Linked DNA regions of Capsicum annuum: region 2 is linked to region 1. The links are chromatin contacts, called in public Hi-C maps. All regions are on one chromosome and are shown on one strand. The core of a region is the stretch at or near the end of the contact, and the rest is flanking DNA. Distances in the headings are between cores, read along the strand shown.

Evidence for each region. A called contact is a pair of places that touch in the nucleus more often than the background predicts.
Region 2: a contact with region 1 is called in a Hi-C map of bud, with 3 times the contacts expected there. The contact joins the enhancer-like site here to the promoter of LOC107841028 in region 1. A contact is called at or near these places in 4 of 5 Hi-C or Micro-C datasets (bud, leaf and placenta).

What each region holds. Positions count from the first base shown.
Region 1 is chr1:163,776,642-163,781,898 of UCD10Xv1.1, forward strand. It overlaps LOC107841028 (DEAD-box ATP-dependent RNA helicase 58, chloroplastic), which reads right to left and starts at 1,821. Exons shown (of 12, transcript XM_047407759.1): 1 at 1,503-1,821; 2 at 577-670. The coding sequence starts at 1,723.
Region 2 is chr1:163,832,237-163,837,795 of UCD10Xv1.1, forward strand. No RefSeq gene overlaps it. Among protein-coding and RNA genes, the nearest start is that of LOC107841028, 57 kb to the left of the region's middle. Within about 2 kb of position 3,960, at least 5 of the 5 cell types and tissues checked have an H3K27ac peak or open chromatin away from gene starts, as enhancers often do. A contact at or near this core is called in bud and leaf, where this site is marked.

The DNA.
Region 1 (5,257 bases), core at 571-3,070:
CCTTTACATTTCATATTTTCAACAAAACTTATAACTTTTGGGTGCAGCGGTTCGTTTTCCCTGAAAAAAGCAATCATATGATGGATATCATTTAAATGATGAAATCGCAAACATAATTAAGACGAGAATTCAGTCCTCACTGTTGGAGATGAGAAGAGAGACACAACGAAACCAAAAAGAACAGAAAGGAAATATACTAAAATTGATAAGAACTCGTAACATCCACCCCCTAGTATCTGTAAGAATATGCTCAACGACACATAGTACTAGAATCACCATATGGGTGCATACTGTTATGTGTTTAAGTCAAGAATTTTGTTTGCCTACAACTCACAATTTACTAAACAATAGATGTCGCAAAGGATGATAAAATGGCTTCAAAGAAAATTGAAGTTTGAGAAAAGTGAAACAGCACCAAATACACAAATCATTATTGCAAAAGAATTCAGGAGCAAATAGCAATGCTTAAAGCATGTCCTCAATACAATGTCTCCCCCACATAAAAATAGCAACAATCATGTAGTCAAGTTTCAACAATTACAACACTGAAACAATGTTTCAAAAGCATATATCAACCTGCGCATGAAGCACACAATCACGTCCTGAAAAGAGGAAAGGCAATGCCAGTCGCTGCACTTCTGTAGGTATCACATATCCAACCTCTTCCGCCCTGCAATTTGTGCTCCATATATCAGTTTGTCCTTTGAGACAACCTTTAAAATAATGCAATTTTGTACAACAATAAAAAATCTCATTTTCATTTTTTTCCTCGAAAAAGCTGAAAAAATTGTCATTTCAAGCATTTTCTAGAAAAATTTATGCTGCCTATATTCAGAAACTTCAAAGAGGTAGTACAAAGATTTCCAGTAAAATTGTCTAACGCTTAAAAATTTAAAGATTACTTAGATAATTACTTCACAAGCAGAATTAAACCTTTTATAAAACAAAATTTGGAGCTTACGAAGTACCACTTACTTTAATATCCAGAGTGTCCATTAAAATTCACACTTTTCTAGTTCCGACAGGCTCAATTTTGATAAAAAATACCATGTAGGTATCAACTGAATCAGTATTTGGAGAAAATTCGGTAGAATTAACACTATCCTTCTAGAGAATTCCGGAATATCAACTACTCCCTCCATTCCGTTCACTTTTACTTGTCACATTTTGCTTCTCGGAAGTCAAACTAATGGATTTTAACCAACAACAACAACAATATACCCGGTGTATTTCTACAAAGTTGTGCCTGGGAGGCAGAATGTACCGCATACCTAGAAAAATTGTTTCAAAAAGACCCTGGATCAAGACAAAAATAATCTTACAAAAATGAAATGGAAGTACAAAAGTCAAAAATTATATTAATATGAGAAAGAAGTGCAACTTCTAGTATTTTTCACACAAGTTTCAAACATCTAAATTTAAAATTTAAAATTTAAAATTTCGAATTAATTCACATCAATTTAACTCCAAAAATTAATCACAACTTGTAGTGATAAGCTTACCGGCGAATCACGTGGTCGGGCACGTGACCACGGCACAGTTCCCGAAGCTTTGCAGTTGATGAAACCTTCGTTTCAGTAGTAGGTTCGACATTAGATGAGGTGAATGAAGCTCTTAAAGGTTTTGGATAGTAGAAAAGTTTGGGAGCAAGAAAGGAAAAGTTAGGGTTTAAGGATGAAGTCCATGAAAGAGCATGTAGTTGAGTTGCAGAGAAACATGCCATGAGTAAAATGATGAGACAAAAGGAACCACGTCGCTCTTCTAGTTGATGCTGGTTTTGATCCCACAATACTATTAAGCTAAAGAAATAAAGTGGTGGGTTGATAATATTATTAAGTTAAGAAGAAACAAAATCGCTTAAAAAGTTAAGATAGTTGATTGATAATTGTATTAGGTATCTCAATAGCTATTAAAGTTGTCTAATAACTTTGTACAATTGTCGAATAACTTTACAAAGTTATCGAATAATTTTGATTTTAGTTGTTGAAGCGAAAATATTAAAAAAACTAAAAAAAATCATCTCTTTTATCTAATTTTTAAAATTTGAAGGACACTTATTTATCCGTTTTTCAAAGTCCCAATATAAATGGCATATAATACATAACCATGTCATTTAACCTGACATTAGATTACATTTATAACCTTCAACTTTGGGTGTGCATAAATAGATACTTAAATTTATATAACATTAAACAAGTAAACACACATATCTTATGTGATGTTCTACATGGTCAATTTTTATTTCACATGACATCCTACGTGTATTATATCACAAGAACGTGTGTGTCTAATTATTTAACTTTATACAAGTTTTAGTACCTACTTATGCATATTCAAAGTTGGAGATCATAAATGTGATTTAGGGTTAAGTTAAAGAATATGTTTATGCATTATGGCAATATAAATCCCTCTTCACTTTTGCATGGCATTCACATATTTTTACTTGACAAGTCAGTTAAAAAACAATAATTGACACCATATTATTTTGTTACACTAATTTAGGAGTCATTTGATATGAGGTATAAGAGATAAATAGTCTTAAAATAAAATAAAAAATTATTTTATCATGTGTTTTGTGTGAAATATTAGTACCAAGATTACTTATCTCTCAATTTACACCATAGTGATAGGATAAACATCTCATATACATGATGGAATAACTAATTTCGAAATAATCAATTTCGGGATTAATTATTCTGGGATAAATCTTTCCCAATCAAATGATTCGAAATCGTTTGATTGCAACCAATCCCGTGAAGATGTTCAAATACCAGTATATTCCACAAATATAAATAAATGAGCCCATGGAGATGTCCAAATATCGATACATCTCATAATAATGACAGATATCACAATAATCACAATCATAAGGATAACAGGAACAACACGTGTAACAACCAACAAGCTTTGCATGCAAGTTTATTACATGTGATTAACACTTAGGATATCAAACTGTTGAATTACGGGTCATGGGTCACCCATGTGGACCTACCCGATCCGACCTGATCCATTTCTTAGTCAGAAAAATGAGATTAACGCATAATCTTATTTCAAAAGAAAAGGGAGGAACTGTTATACAATAACTGTTCCCGCCCCAAAATCTCCTGTATGTTCTTTTCTTTTTCTGACAAGATGAGCAGAGAGAAGATTGAGTCATAAACACAAAATAAAAAACAATTCGTGATTTACATTAACAAAAACACCAAAAGGGAGGCATTTAGTTTGTGACAAAGAAAACTCCATTTTCAATAGAGACGAAGTAGACTTCGGGCAAATACTTTTTAGTAGAAAATTCAACGGTTTTAGCTGCGAATTTAAGGTACACAATTTAATATTGTTTTGATCTGAATTTACTATCAATGGTATCAGAGCCAGATTTATTGTCCTAATTTTGTAAGTAAAATTTTGAGTTTAAGAGTGAAAAACTCTTGAATAATTGTTTATGAAAACACCTCTTAGAAAAATTTTGATTGAAAAAGATCGAAAATATTGAATTCGATCAGATGCGGCTTCATCGCGTTTTGAATTCAGTTAGACGTGTCTTCATCGCGTTTTTCGCGCCACCATTGGCTATGAATTCGACCTTTAATTTATTTGTTGTTGTTGTTTCAAAGTGCTGTTAATCACTATGTAATTTTTTTTTATAAAAAAAGGGATGAAAAATGTGTCATTCTGAAGAAAAAGAACAACAACTTTTTGCTTTCAATAAGTTATAGTAAAAAGAAAGTTTTTTTTTTTTAACTTTAAGGAATGCCTATATAAAAAAAAAAGTGTTTTATCTCTTTTTTAACTCGAAGGGTTGGAAAACATTGATTTCGACATTTTAAACTATTTCAAAACTTTAAAGAAAATTTTGAAACAATCTAAGAAATTACAGAGTCGTCACTTAATTTATTTGAAAAGAAATTAAGAAAATTTTTTAAAATAAAATCCTAAGTCTCAAAACAAAAAAAGACTTAGGCCCTTAAGAAAATTCCGGTTAAGTGGTTCTCATTAACATTTTAGGAAGGTTTTTAAGGCACCTAAAATGTCCGCAACTTGCGGTTATCCAGACTATTTAAAAACCACTTTGACTAACTTTGAAAAAAGAGAAGTTGATTGTTGAAAAGAAAGTGATTTAGGCTGAAACTTGTATAAAAATAATTTTTGACGACTTAGTAGGGAATTTAATCAAGTCTAAGAAAATAAATAGCAAATAAGCACATAAAGAGGATGAGAATTAGAAGACTTAGACTCGTAAACCCAAATCCATCAATCCCGTCCTAATTTAATTGGACTTTTGGCCCACCTGCACCTGTCCTAATCTAAATATCGGGTTTTGGCCCATAACCTGTCCTAAACTATTTTTCCGAATCCATTGACCAAGAATCGGCTTCACCTGTATTAAAATACAACTTTGGCTTCGAGGCTCAAATAAATGAATAAATAAATGATTAAATGAATAAATAAAAAGAAAACGATAATAAAAATTGAGACTTTTCAAGTCTCTTAGTGACCTCATCAATGGGTTTTGATCCATTTTCATTCTTCGTCTATCTTCTAGCACCCGCACGTCATATAGTCGACCTTAAGTTTAAACTTCAAACTTGACTTAAAGAAGTGGACCTCATTGGCCCATTACGAAATGCAAGAGGAGAGTAGTCCATTTGAACTCGAGACATTTTTTGCATGCAAAATAAAAATAAAAAAATTAATATACGTTCAAGGCATAAAAGTGACATATTTTAAAGCAAAAGAAAATATCAACCAATTTTTGAATAATAATGATAAGCACACTTGCACACGTATAACAAGAATGAGAGTCAACAGATAAAATGCAAAGCAAAGATACCCACTTACATGCCTCATGATTTATGTTCATATTAAGAATGAATAAAGGTAAAAGGAAGAAGGTCATATTTAATGAATTAATGCGAGAAAAAACAACATAAGCTTACGAAAGTGAAGGGATGAGGCAATGAGAAAAATAACCATGATTTCTAAAATTGAACAAATATAGACACTAACCCATATAACAAAATAAAATAAAAAAATTGAACAAACATAGACACTAATGCATATAACAAAATAAAATAAAGGCTAACTTTTCAAGAAATGGAGTGTTTAAATTTCAATTAAGGCGACATTAACAAAGATTCATACATCTAAATTACAATCAATATTTTTGAAAAAACGTGTAATGACCTATGGTATCTTTCTAAGACATCGTTGATTCTCTTTTGATATTACGAATCGAAGAAAGACACGAATCAAGTCT
Region 2 (5,559 bases), core at 2,710-5,209, 58 kb after region 1:
AAGCTCCCAAGTGTGAAGTTGGATTATCATTTTACCCATAAACTTAATCAACATGTTAAGGGGATAAAAATGCAAAATTCTAATGAAATAGATAAATGGACAAAATATATGTCAATCACATCATATATTATACTAAATACTGAAAGTGGAAAACTCCCAGATGCAATGTTGAATTACCATTTTACCCCTAAATTAAATTAAAATGTTATAAGTATTTAATTAATTAAATATTAATCATTATCATCTATATTATGCTTGTGCATACATAGAGTCTTGCACGTTCAATAAAAATTAAAGTTTTCTATCTCATTATGATCCATTCAGGACTAATGTCATCTGTTACAAAGATTAATGGCTAATTAATTCTATGACAAATAAGACTAATTAGAATATCATTACTTTCCTTTTAAATATATTAGTATAATTACCCGTGCGATGTACAAAAATTACTATCGAAAAAAATCATAAATGTTATTCTAGACCATATTGAAATTCTTTATTAGTTTATTAATTGTGAAGTATACCATTTGATCACAAACATTTATTCATTGTTTAATACTATAAAAAATGAAGTGTTATACTTTTTACATAAGCATTAAAAGAAATAAAAAGTTAAAAGGTACAAATTTTTGATTAAATACGATGCTGATTTTCTTTAGGTAATTCAAAGTAAAATAGCAAAAAAAATAATATATAAATATATGTATATGAGCTACATGTTTATCAAAAACTCATTTACGTACCCTGCAATATGCGGCAAGTGTTAATGAAAAAATATAAAGATTTTTGTCTTATTAGTTTTACCATATTGAATTTTCTAATTGTTTAATCAATTATGGATTTAAATCATTTGATTATAATTGTGGATAAATACAATTTTAGTTTTGGTTAGCTAACTGTAAGTAAAAGAAGGCGAAGAGGAATAATGTACAAATATGTGTATATGAACTAGGCGTTTATTAAAAATATTTTATTTTGAAAATATTCTTTTTGTTCATTGTTAATACATAGTAAACTTTAGTATGACATACAGTATATATTATTTCATAATACATTTATTTACTTCAAACATTATATATTATGTTATGAAATATAAAGTAAAGAAAAAGAAAAAGAGAGAGTAATTGTTATTTCTCTTGAGGGATGATTTACAATGAAGACCTTCTAATTATAACGGAAATTTACTCCTAGTTTCTCACTAAAAAACAGATACTTCAAATTCTGATAGATATCAACTAGATCTTAATAGATCTTGATAGACATTCACTACAATTGATAAACATCAATATCATAACACTCCATGCCTAATAATACGCATATAAACTGCCTCATTAAAAACCTTATAAGGAAAACCTAGTGGTACAAAACCTCATAAGGAAAAAGATTACAACGCGTATTAATTCCCCCTAGACATCCTTGAACCTTTCCATTTCGATCTTGTGCACCATCTTCTTGAAAGTTGCAGTTGGAAGAGACTTGATGAATTAATCAGCCACATTGTCACTTGAACGAATCTGTTGTACGTTAATATCACCATTCTTTTGGAGCTCATTTGTATAAAAGAGCTTTGGCGAAATGTGCTTCGTTCTATCTCCTTTTATGGATCCTCCCTTAAGTTGTGCTATGCATGCTGCATTATCTTCATATAAAAGCGTGGGTACTTTGTCACATTTCAAACCACATTTTTCTCAAATGAGATGTATTGTGGACCTCAACCATGCACACTCTTGGCTTGCTTCACGAATAGATATAATCTCAGCATGATTCGATGAGATGACTACGATAGACTGCTTTGTTGATTTTCAAGATATGATAGTACCCCCACATATGAACACATAGATTGTTTGAGATTAAACTTTATGCGGTTCATTTAAGTACCCAGCATCAGTATAATCAATAAGATCGGGACTGCAATCTTTAGAATAAAATAAGCTCATATCGGTAGTCTCTTTAGGTACCATATATGTGTTTGATCTCATTCCGATGTCTCCTAGTAGGAGCAGAACTATACCTTACTAACAAATTTACTGAAAAAGGCTATATCAGGCCTTGTAATATTTGCAAGATACGTGAGTGCACCAATTGCACTAAGATATGATATTTCATAACCAATCCAAATTGGTATATTTTTCATTTCAGCAAATAATCTGTTGCTTTAGAAAACTCTCCAAGAGGTTCAATAATATTCAAGCCAACAATTGATCCCTTATAAGGATAATAAACAAGTTTTCCAGAAACTTTATATGCTTCAGGCATTTTGAATCCCTTAGGAATCATATAGATTTTTGTCAATTGACAATATCTAACATTTAGTGTGTGACATCTTCTAGTGTCTGAATTACAAATCAAATAAGTGTTATGCTTACCAAGATGCATCCTTTTATGTTACTTGATAAATGTTTCTATGTCAGAATGCTTAAATAAATGTTGAATTCGGATCCTCGTAATCTTTCACAATATTGCGCCAATCTTATATCAAAAATATCATTGATGATATATCATTTTGTATCGATTCAAAATGTGACATAACATTTTGAGATCTCATCACTTTATTATTTTCAGGTACCTGAACCTCTAATAAGGTTTCATGAAGTATTATTTCGTAGGCTCTTCAAGAGCAGATTGTCTTCTTATTATGATTATTTGCCCTTATTCTTTTGAAGGATTATTTCATTTGAAATCGATTGGTCTACCACGCTTCACGCATGTATAGACTTTGTCCTTTAGGGACACAAAATAGGAGCACTTGCAACTTAAATATGAGATGCTTTCGGCATTTAACTTGAATTATCTGTTGAATGAAGATCTAATGTTAATTCATAACATATTTCATAGCTGCTTATAATCTCCCCCTTATGTTAGGAAAACTAACATGCATACTCTATCTTCTTTGAGAATCCATCTCTTGTGCATTATGATATATTCATTAGTCGTATACCGCACGTAAAAATTATTAGATAGACAATTGTGTGGTGTTGACACCTAATTTTTGCCCTCCACAATCCAATTTAATTTCAAGTTTCTTCAATCGTTAAAATAAAATCACAATAATTATTTTATTCAAATAAATTTAATTTAAAATATTTATTTGAGTTAATTTTATCATTTAATTAATGATTATATATTTTTTTATTTATATACGAGAGTGTACAAATTTTGTTATTTAAAGGAACAGTTTTATCAAAATTAGACTTTTATTGATTAAACTTGAAAATTAATCCAAATAGATAAAGTCTTGATTTTAAATATGATTTGTTCTCAAAATATTCTATTTGGAGGAATATTTGTTTGATTCTTATCAGATTGAGAAACTCGAGGTTAATTTGTTACTTAATTCATGTCGGATTGCGATTCAATTTAGCGAACTGATTAAATATGACCTCAATTGAAATCAAATTGTCCCCAATTATAATACAATTGACCAATGGATCGCTTAAATTGTAACTCAATCTTAATTCTCAAAAATTATCATTTCCTAATTGAGATTATTTTAATCCAATTAAATTTAATTAGAGTTATTTTTAATCCAATTAAATTTAATTAGGTTTATTTAATAACCCCAATTAGATTTAATTAGGGTTATTGAATAACCCCAATTAAAAACTCAATTTTTAAACCCCACCAGCGGCCCATTACACCAATTAAACCAACTTCCATCAACCCAATTTTCCCTTTAGCTTGATTAACCCAACAACAAACAGCCAGCCCAACACCCAAAGCCGTCTGACCCGGCCCAATCTTCCTTATCTTTCCCCCTTTTCCTCCAAAGCAGCAAAGCTGCGTATAAACAACAACAATATCAACCGAACAACAACATATACACGACAACTCCATTAACTTTGCGATCCGATCCATCTTCAACCTGATTTCAACCAAATCAACTCGTTTGCAGCCTTCTTCACGCGTTGCACATGGGTTCACGCGAAGAAACCCCCGAATCTTCTAGAAACAATGTTAAGTGTCACCTCCAACGTATGAATTCCGTGAGTTTTGGGATAACTTGTACGAATTCGTACATATTTGGCAAATTTTCGTTGGTTCTTGGGAAAATGATCCATTTCCCCCAATTGTTGTTCGCCATTTTTGAAATTTGTTTAAGTGAATCTAAAATTGGGACACCTGTTAGCTAAAAACCCTATCCATAGCAAAATTTTTGAATTTTCTCTCAAAAATAATTCCAAAATTACCCTCGTCTTATCTTGATTCCCACATCGTTCAAGACACAAGAGGGAACCCTAATCGATTCTCTATAAATGTGGGGGTTTTGGGAGCAAAAGAGGGGGTTAGAATTTTTTTTAAAAAGCTAAGTTGAATATTTTTTCTTTTGGGTCAAGGAAAAAAGGGTTTCGGAAAAGAGTAATTTGGTTTCGGAAAAGAGCAACTTTGTTCGGCAAAGGTTTTAGGGAGTAGCAGTCAGTTTAGTCGAGATTTATGTATCGACATCGAGCTTTTCAGTGGCGGTGGAGTCTGACGTAAGCTCGTAGTCCTGTTTTACTGCCCCCGAATAGGTAATATCCCAATCCGTTTAAGCTTCTGACTATTTCTGCTTCATCTCAACTTTCTGAAGTTGTAGTTTTCTTTTAGTGATATGGTGTGCTGGGATGTTCGCTGTTTTGTGGCGATAATTAGTGTTTCGGTGTGCTGGGATTGTTGCTGTAGAAGCCGTTGAAGGCCTTAGGATTTTTTGTGTGATTATTGTATTACCTGGTTGCTCCTAATTTATTAAGCTGAAAGCTGGTGATTATTGAGCATAAATTTCAGTTTGGGAAAACAATTTTTATCTAGCTGCACCTTCTCTTGGAGAGCATTCTAATTGCAAACTTTCTGTGATAATTACTAGTATACAACTTCTATACAACTCCCTCTGTAATCATCGTAGGTTGTATCAATATGTAGCTTTGTATTTCTCATTTCGACTTTCTCTTATCCATGATTAAAGTATTGATCTCGATTGATATTGATAAATATGCGGGCTTAATTGAAGTCATACCCGGCTGATGATATTTTAATTGATGTCTGTTTCATGTTTATGAGTATTACTTGAATTAATGGTTGATTCAAATTAAAAGCAACCTATATTGTTATTTGATATGAGAGGGACATGTGAAATTCCTACTTAATTGTTGACTGCGTTGATATTGTGTCCCTTCTACAATCCTGGTTATGATTTCCTACTTCAATAATGGCCTGATTGTTTTTATTTTTCTTATTTGAGGTTTGTCGCGCTTTACATTTGTAAAGAAAGATTTTTTGTAAATATTTTACTTTGATGTTGCCCAAAGATATTTTTTTTCTTTTCGCAAGCCTCAGTCGTTTGAAGCATGTGTCCTATGTCGTACGAGGCGTACTCTGTTCTTTATCTTTTTTTTTAGAATGTTTTGACCATCTTTATGGAATACTGATATTTAAGTTTATCCACTTGGCTCGGGCATTATTTCAATCAACCAAAATCCATTTTCTTGTCTGTTACTAAATTAGAAGTGATCCAGGAATTGTAGTCATGGACCTCACATGTAGAATGTCTGTTTAGTTGGAAGAATCACTTCGGCGCCCTTAGCC